Regions from separate parts of the Sus scrofa genome. Here all the other regions are linked to region 1. Evidence: chromatin contacts called from public HiChIP or PLAC-seq data. All regions are on one chromosome and are shown on one strand. The core of a region is the stretch at or near the end of the contact, and the rest is flanking DNA. Distances in the headings are between cores, read along the strand shown. Region 1 overlaps SYN3 (synapsin-3). Region 2 overlaps SYN3 (synapsin-3). Region 3 overlaps SYN3 (synapsin-3).

Region 1 (5,075 bases), core at 2,218-4,717:
CCCCTGGCATCAGGAGTTGGCTCATTTTGGAGACGACGAGGTCGGCCATCAGCTGTTTGTCTTCTTCCACGTGTTCTCCAATCAGGGGCATTGAGCTGTCCATCACCTGTGGAAGAGAAAGGAGGCCTAGGGAGCCCTCATGCCAGGCAGCTAAGCAGTGCAGCTCAGGAGGGCGGGCTCAGCGCTCAGGACAGAAGTGACCACTAGATGGCAATGTTCTCCATGCAAAACCCAGCCCAGCGCCTCCGCTGGGAATGACCCCCGTGGAGACGACCAGTTTGCCCACAGTTGGGTCTAAATCAATTCCCTGGATTCAGTTCAATTCAGGCTACATTTGCTGGACCTCAGACATGCAACCAAGGGTTCAGAGCCTCTGCTGACCTTTTCTGCTCTTTTTTTGGGGAGCTGGTTTCCGCCTCTGCCTCTTCCCCATCTTGGCCCTCACTCAGGCTTGGGGCTAGTCCTTTGAACTTTGGCCCAAGGTCAAGATTTTCCACCAAACTGGAAGCAGTGAAGGTGGGGGCTTGGTTATGACCAAAAAAAAAAAAAAAAAAAAAAAAAAATGACATGGGTTGGCGCTGACCCAGGGTTGGGAGAGAAGAGGCAAGGCCTGTTCTCTGGGGCTCTGGCAGAATATACTCCTGGAGACAAACGCCTTCCACAGGGAGCAGGCTGCTTCTCAAAGCAGGCACAGCACTTGTATTGGGAAGAGGCCTGAGAGATCATATTTGAACATCTGCTCTTTTTGCAGATGGGGAAATCAAGGCCCAGAGATGGGAAGGGACTTGCCCAAAGTCATGCCTGCCAATGATCCAGGTAATTCTCCAGGCACGGGCAGCTGTAGAATTCTCAAGGGGGAATAGGGCCTGGGCAGCCCCTCTGTCTCCTCCCTCACTGCGGGAATGCAGCTTGTTTACCCACCCGCCCCCATCAAATGAACTGTCTTGTCACCCCTTTTCCTAAGCTCTGGAGTCCCCAGGTTCTCTCCCCTGTCCAGGTGCTTGTGCATGTCATTCCCTCTGCTCACTTGTTATCAGACTCATTCCTTCTCACCCATAGGGGAACACCTGGCCAGCCCTCCCTCTGGGAAGCCCTCGTCTGTTTTCCTGCTGTCCTCACTTTGCTTGTCCTGTGGGAGAGCTTACCCCATGGTGCTGTCATCTCCTGTTTATGTGTGTCCCCAACCAGACTGTGAACACTTGAGTTGGGGATAGGCCCTGTGTCCTGTTAGACAGGTGTGCCCTCAATAAGAGCCTGCTGAATGGAGGAATGAAAAACCCTCACAGTAAGTCCTGTCCATAATGATAAGGATACTGAGAAGGGCTATATTTCATTACACTGTGCCAGGTGCTGTTCTAAGCACTCGATATGGATAATTTCACACAAACTTCAAAACAGATCTTTGACACAGGTACTATCATTATCCTTGTCATGGTGGGAAGGCTGAATCAGAGAAGTAGCAAGTTCAAGGATAGTCTGCTGGCAAGCCATGCATGGTCCTTCCAAGTCTCACCCATCACTGAGCAGCTCTCTTTGCTGTGGAAATAGGAGACCTGGATTCCAGGCTTTGGTTCTACTGTAGACTTGCTGTGTGATCTTGGCAGGTCACTTTTCCTCTATGTGCCTGTTGTTTTCCTCAACTGTAAACTGAGGGGTTTGGGCAGCTGCAAAAACCCTTCCAGCTGGGATTTTCAGGAGCCTGTGAGTCTAAAGCACCTACTATGGTTGGGAAGCTGAAGAGCAAACTCAAGGATGTGAATGCAGATGCTCTTACGGACAGTCCTGCAAAGTGTCTTCAGACTGAGCTCCTTATGAGTTGGGCCTGGGTCCTTGGCATCCTGGATCCCAGTGCCCGGCACACGGACAGTCTCTCAGGCAGTGTGGGCTGAGCTGAGTTATAACCGTGGAGTCTAAGTGTGCGCAGGCCTATCCTTTCTCCCCTGAACCTGCCCACCCCTTTCTGTTCCGGTTTCTGTTTCCTATATTTCCTGCAGTGGAAAACAGCCGCCACAAGGAACCTGAGGTCAGAGCATTTTGGAGTCCCCACGGTGGACATAGCCAAAGGAAGTGGACATTCTGGTCTCCCCAGGGAAACATTTTTTTCCAGTGAGCAATGTCATTGCTTGGACAGGTCATGGAGGACAAGTTCAAGGGTCTTTCCCCCGAGTATTTCACTGTGAGGACCTTCACAAAACATGTCCCACAAATTTTATGTCCTCACCACAGAGGCGGCTGAAGAAATCAGTATTTTTGGATCTCTTCTGTCTTTTTTTTTCCCCAACTGGGGAAAAAATATCTTTTATCTTCTTGGTAAAAAGCTCCCCATCTCCCTTGACCCCACTCTAAACTGAAAAGCCAGGGAAACAACTCTGCAATGTTTCTGAAAGAAAAAAAGAAAATCTAAAAAGTCATTTTCCCCTCCCTCCTGTAACATTTTTGGAAGATGTTTTCTTGTTTTTTAAAGTCCAAACCCACTTTTTTTTTCTTTTATTTTAATGTGAAAGGTCTTTCATTCCTGACCCTCTGAATGTCTGGAGGTAGGGAGCCTTGGCCCCTCGGGTACAAATTTTTGTTTCCTGAGAGGGAATTTTGAGGAAACTCAGAGATGCAGGAGCTCTTGAGGGCAGAGATAATGCTGAAGCAAGACAGAAGGGGCTGCACTCCCAGGAGGGAGGGGAAGGGAGTGCAGGGGTCCTTCATCTGCTGATTGCCTCTCGCCTCCCAGGTGGAAGCTCTAAGGGACAGTGTCTCTACTATTGTGTTCACTGCTGTATCCCCGTCACCTGGCTTGGGGTCTGGTGTCCAGAGCAGGGGCTCAATAGCGGATGAATGAATGGATGAATGAATCCATGACTGCATGTGTGCCAAAGCTGTGTTCATGTCTGGTGGTCTCTGTGCAGAGATGCAGAGGCAGGCGGGCCAGGAAGGGTCTCAGGAGAGGCAATACCCCCAGTATTGGCCTGCAGCTCCCAGGCATCCTCAGGAAGGTGGGAGCCTTCTTCCTCCAGGGAGCAGCCTGGCGCTTGCTTAGAAGCAAGTACACAGGCCAGCAGTTCAGCTCCTTCAATGTCCTCTGAGGAGGGGTTGGTGAGGGGACTTGAGGGGAGAGCTATTTTCTAGAGCAGGACTGAACCTGCAAGTATAGATGCAACTCATCCTTGGAAGCTACCTGGTCTTTCTGGGGTGGGTGAGTGTGGGCAGAGGAATGGTGTCCACCCTAGACTCCCTCCCCTTCACTTCCAAGCTGGCTCCTCCCTAGGCTGGAGTATGAAGGCCCGCCTGGCATGGCTGGGGGCGAACAGCAGGGCTCCCATCCATGGAGTCACCTGGCCCTGCCGCGCTGTGGGTCCTGGGTGTGGAGCAGACACGCGGGGATGGAGGACTGGCTGGCTCCTGCGGTCACCCCGGCCATGTGCTTCCCATTAGCCGCCCACACCCCAGGGAGGGGGGCAGCCGCAGGGCTCTCCCTCACGTGTCTTGGCCTTGTGTCAGCACTGCCTCTCTGCTGTGGTTTGAGGAGAAGGCCATGGAAGGGAAGTGCCGTAAGGAGCTCTGGGGGGTGTGAGTGTGGAGTGGCGAGGCTAGGGAGGGAAGGGAGAACTCTGAGCCAGAGGGCATTTTCAGAGGAAGCAATGGAGAGCCTTGGGCTGGGGTGGTGGGGGCAGGGGACAGGGGGCAGGGAAAGGGAGTTAGGATGGGACATGGAGACTGTGAAGTGAGGAAGGACATGGGGAGCCATGGAGGAAAGAGGGGGACTGTGGCATTGGGGGAGGCAAGGGAGGATCCACGGAGGGGAGAGAGGGATTGTGGGATTGGGGGGAGGCATGGGGGGAGTCATGGAGGGAGGGGGGATTGTGGGATTGGGGGGAGGCATTGGGGGGAGTCATGGAGGGAGGGGGGATTGTGGGATTGGGGGGAGGCATGGGGGGAGTAATGGAGGGAGGGGGATTGTGGGATTGGGGGGAGGCATGGGGGGGAGTCATGGAGGGAGGGGGGATTGTGGGATTGGGGGGAGGCATGGGGGGAGTCATGGAGGGAGGGGGGATTGTGGGATTTGGGGGAGGCATGGGGGAGTCATGGAGGGAGGGGGATTGTGGGATTTGGGGGAGGCATGGGGGAGTCATGGAGGGGAGGGGGGATTGTGGGATTTGGGGGAGGCATGGGGGGAGTCATGGAGGGGAGGGGGGATTGTGGGATTTGGGGGAGGCATGGGGGGAGTCATGGAGGGGAGGGGGGATTGTGGGATTTGGGGAGGCATGGGGGGAGTCATGGAGGGGAGGGGGATTGTGGGATTGGGGGAGGCATGGGGGGAGTCATGGAGGGAGGGGGATTGTGGGATTGGAAGAGACATAGGGGGAGCTATGCAGGGAGATGGGGACTGTGGAGCCAGGAGAGACATGGGCAGCATGGAGGGGAGATGGGGATTGTGGGACTGGAGGAGGCTGGGGCCTCTGGAGGGAGAGGGGCATTGTGGGATTGGGAGAAGGTGGAGAGGAAGTTGTGGGGGTGTGGGGAGGGTGATGAAAAGACTACAGAGACCTGTAGGCAACAGCTCTGGAGGACATCAGGAACTGTGGGCCTGTGGGATGCATGGGCTGCAGGAAGTTGAGGGGGAGAGTCTGGGACTCCGAGCCCCTTTGAGCCTCTCTCTTACAATTAATTTTCCTTCTATCACGCTCCGTTCCTAACCTTCAGCGCCCTTACTTGTTTACTATTCTTTCCTGCCGGCCTGTCCACCCCATGTCTGTCTTGCTTACTGGCTCTGTCTCCTGAGCTCTCCCACACCAAGCCTAAGGGAACTCCTGAGTACATGTTTGTTGAATGAACAGATGATGGAATCTCTGCATGGTGACCAGGGAAGTGTGCCCTCTTTACACACTTGGACACTGAGAAAATAGAAGAGGCCCAAGGAGACAGAATCTTGCCAATTCTTAGCTACTGCTCTTCTCCTACTGTTGGGGCCACAGGTTGCAGAAAACTGCCAAACCTCCTGCCTAGAGCTCTGGAGGCTCAGCTCAGAGTCCCTGGGCGCAAAGGCTTTAGATGTGGCCAAGGGTGGGGACTGGGGGGTGGTA
Region 2 (4,903 bases), core at 1,694-4,193, 180 kb after region 1:
AGAGTGTTAAGAGAGATGGGTGTATTAACAGGGTGTATTACTGAGTTGGTTACACACACGGGAAACTGCTCAGTCCTGCTGGGGATTTCCGAGGTATCATGTAGAACATGTCTCAGAACTGTCCACAGAGATGGAGAAGTTGGGAGTATTTATCCACTGGCTCTTGCCCTCCTTGGTGGAAGGTTGCCCTGGGGATAGTCAATCTCTGAGTGTGGCCAGACCATATGCCTGTGACACTAAAGAGAGCCCTCAGAAGGAAAGAGGAAGTGTGGTGAGATGATGTCGATGTGCCTAGGAACTGATCCCTGCAGGTAGCAGTGAACTCAAGGGTGGGCCAAGGAGACATGAGGCAGAGCACCAACAGCATCTACCATACCATCCTATCTAGTGCTTCTTCAACCTGGCAGGAGGTCTTATTTCTTTTCTTTATGTTTCTTATCTCCCTCTGAAATTTTCTTGTTTATTTATTCAGATGCCTGTGGTTAACTGTCTGCTCTTCACATCCCACCAGAATATCAGCTCTAAGAACAAGGACCTATCAGTCTTGTTTACTATTCTCTCCCCAGGCATGAGAACAGTAGCCGGTACAAAGTAGACCATCAGGAAATGTTAGTTGAATGAATGTTTTACTTCAGGACCTGGGTACAAACACATGGCCTTAATTTTGTGGGACACTGATGCCAGGTAGCCATGTGGATGATGGACATAAACAGCGGAAGACAGTGACAGTGAAAGAGAAAAAGGTGACTGATACGCACATATGATTACAGCTGCCAGGTTGTCTTATGGGAAGATGTCATGTACCTTTGTGGGACCCTACAAAAGAGTAGGGGACTGCACTGATGGGGAGGGAGGTCCTACTACCATGGAAAGTTTCAAGCCAGCAGCCATTCAATTAGAACAAAAAGTAGTAAGTGTACAAACACTTCCTCCTTCAATAAATTAGAGTGGGCTCAAGGTTACCCCTATAATGACATCATTCTCACTGACTCACAATCCAATCCACTCTCTTGAGTGGGAGAGAAGGGGCTGAATTTATGGCACGCACTTGCTCAGCAGGTACGCCAAGCATGGTCCCTTCTACCTGTGCTGCAGAGGGCCAGAGTGTTGTGCTGCATGTAACTGGAATCCCTTCTCTTTCATTTGGCTGGTGAGTGACCTTGGGCAAGTTACACTATCGTTACAAGCCTCAGTTTCTCCTTTATTCATCTGCAAATTGGGAATGAGAACAACTATCCAAAAGGGTTGTTGTGAGGACTGAATGAGCTAATGTTGATAGCGTTTAATAGCATGTCCTAAATGTAGGCAGCAGCCCATAGATAATGACTGCTTTCCATAATACTGCTACTAATGATGCTGCTGCTGATGATGATGGGAAAGGGTTAGCTTGTTCATGTGGGCAGACTACACTCCAGGATAAGCAATAGATGCCCTTGGAATCACAGTTCATTGGCACCATAAGAGAACTTGGAAGTTAACTGGTCTAGTGCCCTTAAAAAGTGACATTGTCTAAAACAAAGAAGTCATTGTAATATGGCTACCATTTCCTGAGAGTATATGTCAACTCTTTTTCATTCCAAGACCCACCTGAATGTATTACAAGGTGGCTGCATTAGGATGTCTTAGTCTGGTCCTACACTTAAACACTCGGTTTGATGGATTTCCTTCGCTCTAACACTTGTAAGACAGCTGTTAAAGAGCCATCTGAGTATTCTGTGCTTCCCGTGTGTTTCTGCTTTCAGGGAGAGAATGGGCTGGACATGCAGATTCCAGGATTTTCTCATTTCAGCTTATTTTCTCATTATGAATTAATAGTTGCACATTCTGACCTCAATTTGATTTCCTATGGTCTTTATGGGAGAAGATGAACTCTTGCAATGTCTTCAAGAGTGTTCTGGTCTAAGTGTTAATTAACTTTAGTTTTCACTTCACTTTTATACAACAATCTTATGAGTCTGGTTAACATGCATCCACCAATGAATGATGGATTTGCTGATAAATTTGGTTTTTGGCCCCTCCTGACCCACAAAAACTGTGATATAATAAGTGGCTGTTGTCTTAAGCTGATAAAATCATGGTAATTTGTTACACAGCATAGAAAATGAATACAGACCTCAAAGCCTTCCTCATCTTGCCTTTGCTGACTCACCAGCCACATCTCTTGCCACCCTCCTTTTCACTCTCCCTTTCATGCCTGAAGAAGCCCTCTCTGGCTGTACATGCAGCGCCTCTGCCTAGAGCATCTTTTTCTCCCCTTCACTCTCCCTCATCCTTATGTCACTATAAACATTACTTTCAAGGATGGCCTTTTCTGATCTCCTGGACAAGGTATGTCATGGTCTCCGAACCTGTGTACTTTTCCCTTTATAACATTCATCACAGTTGTAACGACTTGTTAACCAGCTGTCCCCCCGGCTGACCTCGGAGCTCTGTAATGGCAGGGACTACCCCTGTCTCATCCACTTTGGTATCTCAGCTGCCTACTAAGGCACATAGTAGGTGATCGATCAACATCTGTTCAGTGGAAGAATGAATGCAGTGCTGTGCAAAAGAAGGGTCTTAAATTGAGGGTCAGGAACTCAGACGTACTCTCTGACCTTTGCAGCCTCTAACTGTGTGACTTGAGGTCTCTGGCCTTTAATACTTCAGAGGACATCTTGTAACTTGAATTCAGGAAACCTGCTGTTGGAGGCATTTCTGCATCAAATTGTCCCAGGTATCCTTGAAGAGGTCATTTCCTCTTTCTGGAGCCTTTAGCTCCACAATCTATAAATCTGGGATGAGGCTGCCAGCCACAGTTTTAGGGGAAGTTAATAGAGGACAAGTGAGGTGATACCCAGGAAGTTCTCAGAAAGATACAGCTTCATAAAAGCCTATGGTCAGGCTTTTATATTCAGGACACAACCCAGGCTCTTGGCCTGGCCAGCAGTGATGTAAAGGCCAAGGGTGAGGTAACTGCCAAGGCTGGGAGGCCTCGCCAATGAATACCATGGTGCTCTGCTCCCCAGGCCTGCAGTGAGCACCTGTCTTTGGTCTAAAGTACATGCAGAATCAAGATCAGGCTTGACTAGACAACAGAGCCTTGTGGGCTAAATTCCCCACACTTAACTGATAAAGTCCTTGATGAGACTTCCAGATGTTTCTAAATATGTTCCTGAGATACAAGCAACCAGAGGCAACAGGAAGAGGCAGTAGAAGCCATATGGTGTGGTATTTAGGACTAGGGGCTCTGAAGGCAGATTGCTTAGGTTTGAAAACCAGCTCCACTGCTCAACTGGCTGTTAATTAGCAAAGTCTCCGGGCTTCAGTTTTCTCATGTGTAAAATGGGTAAAACAGGCTTCAGTTTTCTCATGTGTAAAATGGGTAAAACAGAGATGATTTATGATATCTACCTGCAAGGTTTTGAGAGAATTACTAAGAAAAAGTATGCAAAGAGCTTAACATAGCACCTGGAACAGAAAAAATGCTTAACACATGTTAACTATTATTGTTTTTGTTTGTTTGTCTTATTAGAGCCAAACTCACAGCATATGAAAATTCCTAGGCTAGGGGCTGAATCGCAATTGCAGCTGCTGGCCTATACAACAGCCACTGCAACACGCGATCCAAGTCGAGCCTCATCTGCAACCTACATCACAGCTCATGGCAACACCAGATCCTTAACCCACTGAGCCAGGCCAAGGATCAAACCCGGGTCGTCATGGATACTAGTCAGATTTGTTACCGCTGAGACATGACGGGAACTCCTGTTGCTTTGCTTTTATCAAATCTCTGCAGAACTGCACTTAAGTAATGCATTAAGCACTTTTACTTGCTTAATATGAATGACAAATCCCTGCTTGGGAAGTAATTCTAAGTACATGACCTTATTCTCTCACTAGATAGTAAGGCAGGGAGGGAACCACTCCAAGACCAGCTAGTGTCTCTTGCTCAAGTCTCCATCCCCAGTACCTAGGACAGTGCCCAGCACACTGTAGGATTCCAATGACCATATGCTGAACCAATGGATCTATAAAGAACTCTTGAAGCAGAAGTTGTTATTGGTGTCATTTTGCAAATGAGGAAACAGAGTGATCTGCCCATCATCGTGCAGTCAGAGTCCAACCTACCTGACCCCAAATCCGACCCTCTTTCTACCACCTTCTGATTCCTGATGACTCCTCACACTCATTTATGTCAGTGAGATGGTACAGGCAGCAAAGTGAGGTGGCAAAAGCATAGGCTATGGAGCCAGAAAGCTTATTGCTACATTTACAGATGGGGCTGTTTCACACACATGGGTCCAATCACTCGCCTTTATAATAAAGAACCACCTATCTTTATGATAGAGTTCATAAATTTCTTGAAGGTGGGGACCATGTCCATTTACTTCACTGAACTTGCTTAGAACCTACAGATAGGAACCATATTTACTGAGCATCTATCTACCAGGGGTCAAGCAAGGTGCTAGGGGCTTTATGTAAGCTCTTTTATTTAATCCTGACATCAACTCTACAAAGGTATTTCCATAAGTCTTTGTTTATGCACAGGACAAAAACAAAACAGGACAACTCCTGAGGTTCAGAGAGTTTAATTGTCCAAGACTTCCCAGCTGGTAAGTGATTCAAACTCAGGGCAGGTAAACTCCAGAGGCTCTGCTTTCTCCTCTTATCACAATGTCTTTTGATAGTCTGTGCCAGTTCACTTGGTGAATTGATGGATCCCCTTACACCATGGCAAAAAATAGGGGGTAAGATTGATGGAAGGAAGTGGCCCCCAGATTTCTGGCTCATTGGAAGGCCAAATCAAGGCCACTGAAGGAAGCATCATTAATGGCGGCCAGAGCAGCTAAAGCATCAACAGAACTTTATCTTGCTTAACCAGGAGATGTCAGGGGTGGGACAGAATGAGGGCAGCCATATT
Region 3 (4,966 bases), core at 1,242-3,741, 210 kb after region 1:
CATTCCCTCATCTCTATCCTTCCCTCCCGGGCCTCCCCATGCCCTGAGACACAATAATGAAATCAGGCCAATTGATAACAATACAATGGCCTCTTAAGTGTCCAACTGAAAGGAAGAGTCAATGGATGCAGCAAACTTTGCCGCAGTCTTATTTTAAGAAGTGGCCACAGCCACTCCAAACTTCAGCAACCCCCACCCCGATCAGTCAGCAGCCATCAATATCGAGGCAAGACCCTCCACCAGCAAAAAGATTATGACTTGCTGAAGGCTCAAATAACATCGTTTTTTTCAGCAATAAAGTAATTTTTAATTAAGGTAAGCATAATGGTTTTTAGGTGCAATGCTGTTATTTCACACTTAATAGTATATTAAGTTATGTATACTATAAACATAACTTTTACATGCACTGGCAAACCAAAAAATTCGTGTGACTTTATTTACTGTGACAGTTACTTTATTGCTGTTGCCTGGAACAGAACCTGAGTAGGGTTAGCTCTCAGAGGGACCAAAGTTCAATAATTATAGTTATAATAACAACTATCATTATTCAGCAATTATTAGATGCTACTATATGCTAAATGTATAAACTAACTTAAAATGAACTCATTTCATCTTTTTTTATGTATAACACACAGTAAATTAATAAAAGTACTCTAATCTTATAAATACTATATGGTAAATTTTTACACTGTATCTATCATGTGAACTGATTTAGTTTTCAAGAGCCCTTTACTCGTTACTCCCATTTTACAGATGTGGAAGCCAAGGAAAAGCTGGGATTCAAATCCAGACGGTCTGTGCATGTGCCCTGCGGATCCCACATGTCAGGAGAGTGATGGGAGTCACCAGTGGCTGCTGAACTGGGAGGTCCCCATGAAGCCACTGGAAAGTTCTGTCCTCATGGGAAACTTTTAGAAGACCCAGGTCTTTTTTTTTTTTTTGTCTTTTTTGGTATTTCTTGGGCTGCTCCCGCGGCATATGGAGGTTCCCAGGCTAGGGGTCGAATCGGAGCTGTAGCCACCAACCTACACCAGAGCCACAGCAACGCAGGATCCGGGCCGTGTCTGCAACCTACACCACAGCTCATGGCAATGCCGGATCGTTAACCCACTGAGCAAGGCCAGGGATCGAACCCGCAACCTCATGGTTCCTAGTCGGATTCGTTAACCACTGCGCCTCGACGGGAACTCCAAGACCCAGGTCTTAATATTTCTGATGTTAAGAGACAAGGATCAAGCACAGAAAAAAGAATTTTCCCTTCTCTGTGAGTGTTCATCACGCCCCAGATGGGCCCATGGTGGGGTGCCGCTCATGTCCCCACAGACCTCACTTCCTCTCAGAGTTTCCACTTCACCTCTGTGAAGAGCAGGCAAAGGCTGCACTGAGAAAGCAAGTTTAGGAGGGAGGTGCCCCACTGCTGATGGTGATGGAGGACTCAGCAACCTGCTCTCACACGACAAAGAAGCAGCTCAGTATTTGAAGGAGGCTCAGCCTCTAGTGGTTCCAGCTTGGTTCCAGCTCTGGCTTCAGGTAACCTCACATTCAGACCTGACCTTGGAGAAGTCACCTCTGCCTCCGGCCTTGGTTCTCCCCACCGTGGCATGAGAGGCACAAAGAAAAGGAAGATGTCTGTCTCTTCTGCTTTAAAACTCTACCTTGTGATTGGAGAACCCCATGAGACTCTCTGCATGACCACTCGAGTAGGTGGGCTCAGGTCCACCTGCTGTAGGAACAGCGGTGGCGTGGGGGTGAGGGCTGGTGGCAGGCATCCATCAACCTGTCTTCTTTCCCATTCCTACACCTTCATCCTCCCTCATAGTCTCTCAAAGACTCTGAGGTTGTGAGCTCATGATTGATGCCATAAACACCATCTCCTTATTTGGGAGGTGGGAAGTCGCTCCCCTCCCCCACTCTCTTTTGTCCTTCCAGGATTCCCATCTCACGCCCCCTCTATTCAGTTTCCCGCTTCCTGAGGGTCTTTGAGCCAGTGGGGGGACCTGGATTACAATTACTCCTCTCTGATTTGAAAGAGAGCCAGAGAGTGTGGATTGTGAGAGGCCAGAATGAATACACTAGGCAGAGGGGAAAGGCGGGGGCCAGGGTCACTTAGAACAAGCCAGTCCCAAGAACCTAAAATTAGCTCTGGAATGTTAGGGCTCCAAGGAACTGCAGCTGTGAAAGGAAAGCACAAGACAAGGAAGGAAAATGCACCCGCCTCACACCCGCCACAAACATCATCCGCCCACGTCATCTGCCCCAGGGTCTCCACAGCTTTCAACCCACCCCCAGAATATTTCTGGCCAAGTCCACAAGGTTGGTCAGTGGGAATCCCTCCTCCACCCAAATGCTGTCATTTTCCTCTCTGGATTCCTGATAGCACGTGGTTTAATTGGAAACAGGAAAGCAGAGGACAAATTTGGGTCTGGGGTGGTGATAATGAGAAAATGACTATCCAGGCGAAAGGGTGACACTGGATGAACATCACATGGTGAGGAGGGAGTGCCACACGTGGGACTGGAGGCCCCCGGGAGTGCAGAGGCATGTGGGAGGGAGCACAAGCTTACTGATGAGGGGAAGTGCCTGGGAAAGGACTTGCAGAAGGGGAAGGAGGACCTAGGGATTGTGTACCCCTTTGCACGGATACAAAGACTGGGTGTTAAAAAAAAAAAATCAAAACTGCTAAGTGTGTGATCTTGTGTTTCCAAGTGACTGGAGCTAAACGATCAAACACAGGCCAGGGAAGAATGTCGGGGGGCGGGAGGGGGGCAAGGAGCCAAACCTGCGGAAGGGAGCAGGGTGCGACGATGCGATGACGATCTGTTACAAGCAGGGCCTGATTCCGGTCCCGGAACACTGGAGGCCCTAAGCACTAGGCTTCTTCCTCTAGTTCTGTCTCCAGATAGGACAGACTGGTTTTCACTGATTTTTGCTGAAAACGGAGGGAGGTAGCACCTTTGTGGTATGGAGACTGGAGGGGAGGTACTCGGAGCCACACAGTTCTGCCAATGATGGGGAAGGACGCTGGGGAAATGAGGTGAGGCAAGGATCCTTTGTGGAAGCCACTTTGGGAAGGGATAAAGTGGAAGTGATATCTACTGAGCAGTTTTTGTGCTGTTCATGCCCCAAGCTCTGTGCTTGAAGCTTTTCTTGCTCTTCTCATGATGATCATCAAGAGTGGAAGCTCCCAGAGGGAGAAACATGAATATTTTCTTTACCAACTAACCCCCAGCCCTGGGAACAAAGCCTGGCACACAGTGGGCTCTCCACAACAACCTGCTGAATGCATGTGATAGTCACAGACACTCGGCAAGAGCTGTGTTATCATTCTCATTTATAGATGAGGAAGTGATGCTTCGAGCAGTGGAATCATTTCTGATAGTAACACCCAAGATTTGAGCCCAGAGCAGTGCACCTGAGAAGGCCATACCCAGTGTATCATGCACACGGTCCCACCCTTCTGCAGTGCTTCATAAAGTTACCTGATTTTGTCCTGGGTTTCATCCCTGCCTCCATGGGGCTTCCCCACTTTTTCCCTCCACACCACTGAGAACCCAATGTCTTGATGCTTTCCTCCAGGTGCTCAGTCTAGGATGTACAGATATGCTCTAATTCATCCTTCCTCAAAAAAATTATCAGTCTTATTGGACCCCTTAGACAGCTCCCAGCCAAATGATGCACTGACTGCTGTGCTCCCATATTACAGAATTAAATATACTTATACTAAAACACATGCTTTAGGTATGTAATTCTGATAGATTATTGAGAATCCATAGCAAACTATTTTCTTCACCTCTTTCCCCTTCCTTCCCCTTTCTTCCTTCTCTTCTAACCAATCACATGTCTCTCTCCTTCCCAAAGCCAAGCAAATCAAAGGTCTGTGTCTTCTGGAATAGAAGAGATCCTATTTGCAAATCATCAGCACTGACTTAATAATCTGCTGTGTGTCATAGTTGTCGCACATATTTGTACACTTTCCACCTTTACAACTCCTTTTCCTTGGCTTACAAACATGCTTGTTTTTTATTAATGATTTTTTTTTCATAATAGGGGTTTACAGTGTTCTGTCAGTTTTCTACTGTACAGGATGGTGATCCAGTCCCACACATACATATACATTCCGTTTTCTCTCACATTATCTTGCTCCATCATAAGTGACTACATACAGTTCCTTGTGCTATACAGCAGGATCTCATGGCTTATCCATTCCAAAGGCAATAGTTTGCATCTGTTAACCCCAAATTCCCAGTCTATCCCACTCCCTCCCCCTCCCCCTTGGCAACCACAAGTCTATTCTCCAAGTCCATGATTTTATTTTCTGAGAAAAGGTTCATTTGTGCCACACATTAGAATACAGATATAAGTGATATCACATGGCATTTGTCTTTCTTTATCTGACTTACTTCACTTAGTATGAGAGTCTCTAGTTCCATCCGTGTTACTGTGAATGACATTTTGTTCTTCTTTATGGCTGAGTGGAATCCCATTATGTATAGATATACCACATCTTCTTAATCCATTCATCTATCAATGGACATTTAGGTTGTTTCCATGTCTTAGGTACTGTGAATAGTGCTGAAATGAACATATGGGTGCATGTGTCTTTTTCAGGGAAAGTTTTTGTTCGGAAATATGCCTAAGGGTGGGGTTTCTGGGTCACATGGTAGTTCTATGAATAGTTTTCTAAGGCATCTCCATACTGTTTTCCATAGTAGTTGTACCAGTTTACATTCCCACCAACAGTGCAGGAGGGTTCCTTTTTCTCCACATTCTCTCTGGCATTTGTTATTTGTGGACTTATTAATGATGGCCATTTTGACTGGTGTGAGGTGGTACCTCATAGTAGCTTTGATTTGCACCTCTCTAATAATCAGTGATGTTGAGCATTTTTTCATGTAATTGTTGGCCATCTATATATCTTCCTTGGAGAATTGTCTATTCAGGTCTTCTGCCCATTTTTCAATTGTGT

Evidence for each region. HiChIP or PLAC-seq counts read pairs in DNA pulled down with a chosen protein or histone mark.
Region 2: an H3K27ac HiChIP or PLAC-seq map of skeletal muscle shows a contact between it and region 1. The contact joins two enhancer-like sites. A contact is called at or near these places in 1 of 47 Hi-C or Micro-C datasets (embryonic fibroblasts) and 1 of 2 datasets of contacts at active chromatin or transcription factors (skeletal muscle).
Region 3: a contact with region 1 is called in an H3K27ac HiChIP or PLAC-seq map of skeletal muscle, with 19 times the contacts expected there. The contact joins two enhancer-like sites. A contact is called at or near these places in 3 of 47 Hi-C or Micro-C datasets (heart right ventricle, retroperitoneal adipose tissue and skeletal muscle) and 1 of 2 datasets of contacts at active chromatin or transcription factors (skeletal muscle).

Annotation. Positions count from the first base shown.
Region 1 is chr5:12,483,408-12,488,482 of Sscrofa11.1, reverse strand. It overlaps SYN3 (synapsin-3), which reads right to left. Exons shown (of 14, transcript XM_021091548.1): 11 at 1-106. Among named protein-coding and RNA genes, the nearest start is that of FBXO7, 40 kb to the left of the region's middle. Within about 2 kb of position 3,467, at least 24 of the 83 cell types and tissues checked have an H3K27ac peak or open chromatin away from gene starts, as enhancers often do. A contact at or near this core is called in retroperitoneal adipose tissue and skeletal muscle, where this site is marked.
Region 2 is chr5:12,306,506-12,311,408 of Sscrofa11.1, reverse strand. The region is part of intron 6 of SYN3 (synapsin-3); the gene reads right to left. Among named protein-coding and RNA genes, the nearest start is that of TIMP3, 66 kb to the right of the region's middle. Within about 2 kb of position 2,943, at least 2 of the 83 cell types and tissues checked have an H3K27ac peak or open chromatin away from gene starts, as enhancers often do. A contact at or near this core is called in skeletal muscle, where this site is marked.
Region 3 is chr5:12,274,801-12,279,766 of Sscrofa11.1, reverse strand. The region is part of intron 6 of SYN3 (synapsin-3); the gene reads right to left. Among named protein-coding and RNA genes, the nearest start is that of TIMP3, 35 kb to the right of the region's middle. Within about 2 kb of position 2,491, at least 20 of the 83 cell types and tissues checked have an H3K27ac peak or open chromatin away from gene starts, as enhancers often do. A contact at or near this core is called in retroperitoneal adipose tissue and skeletal muscle, where this site is marked.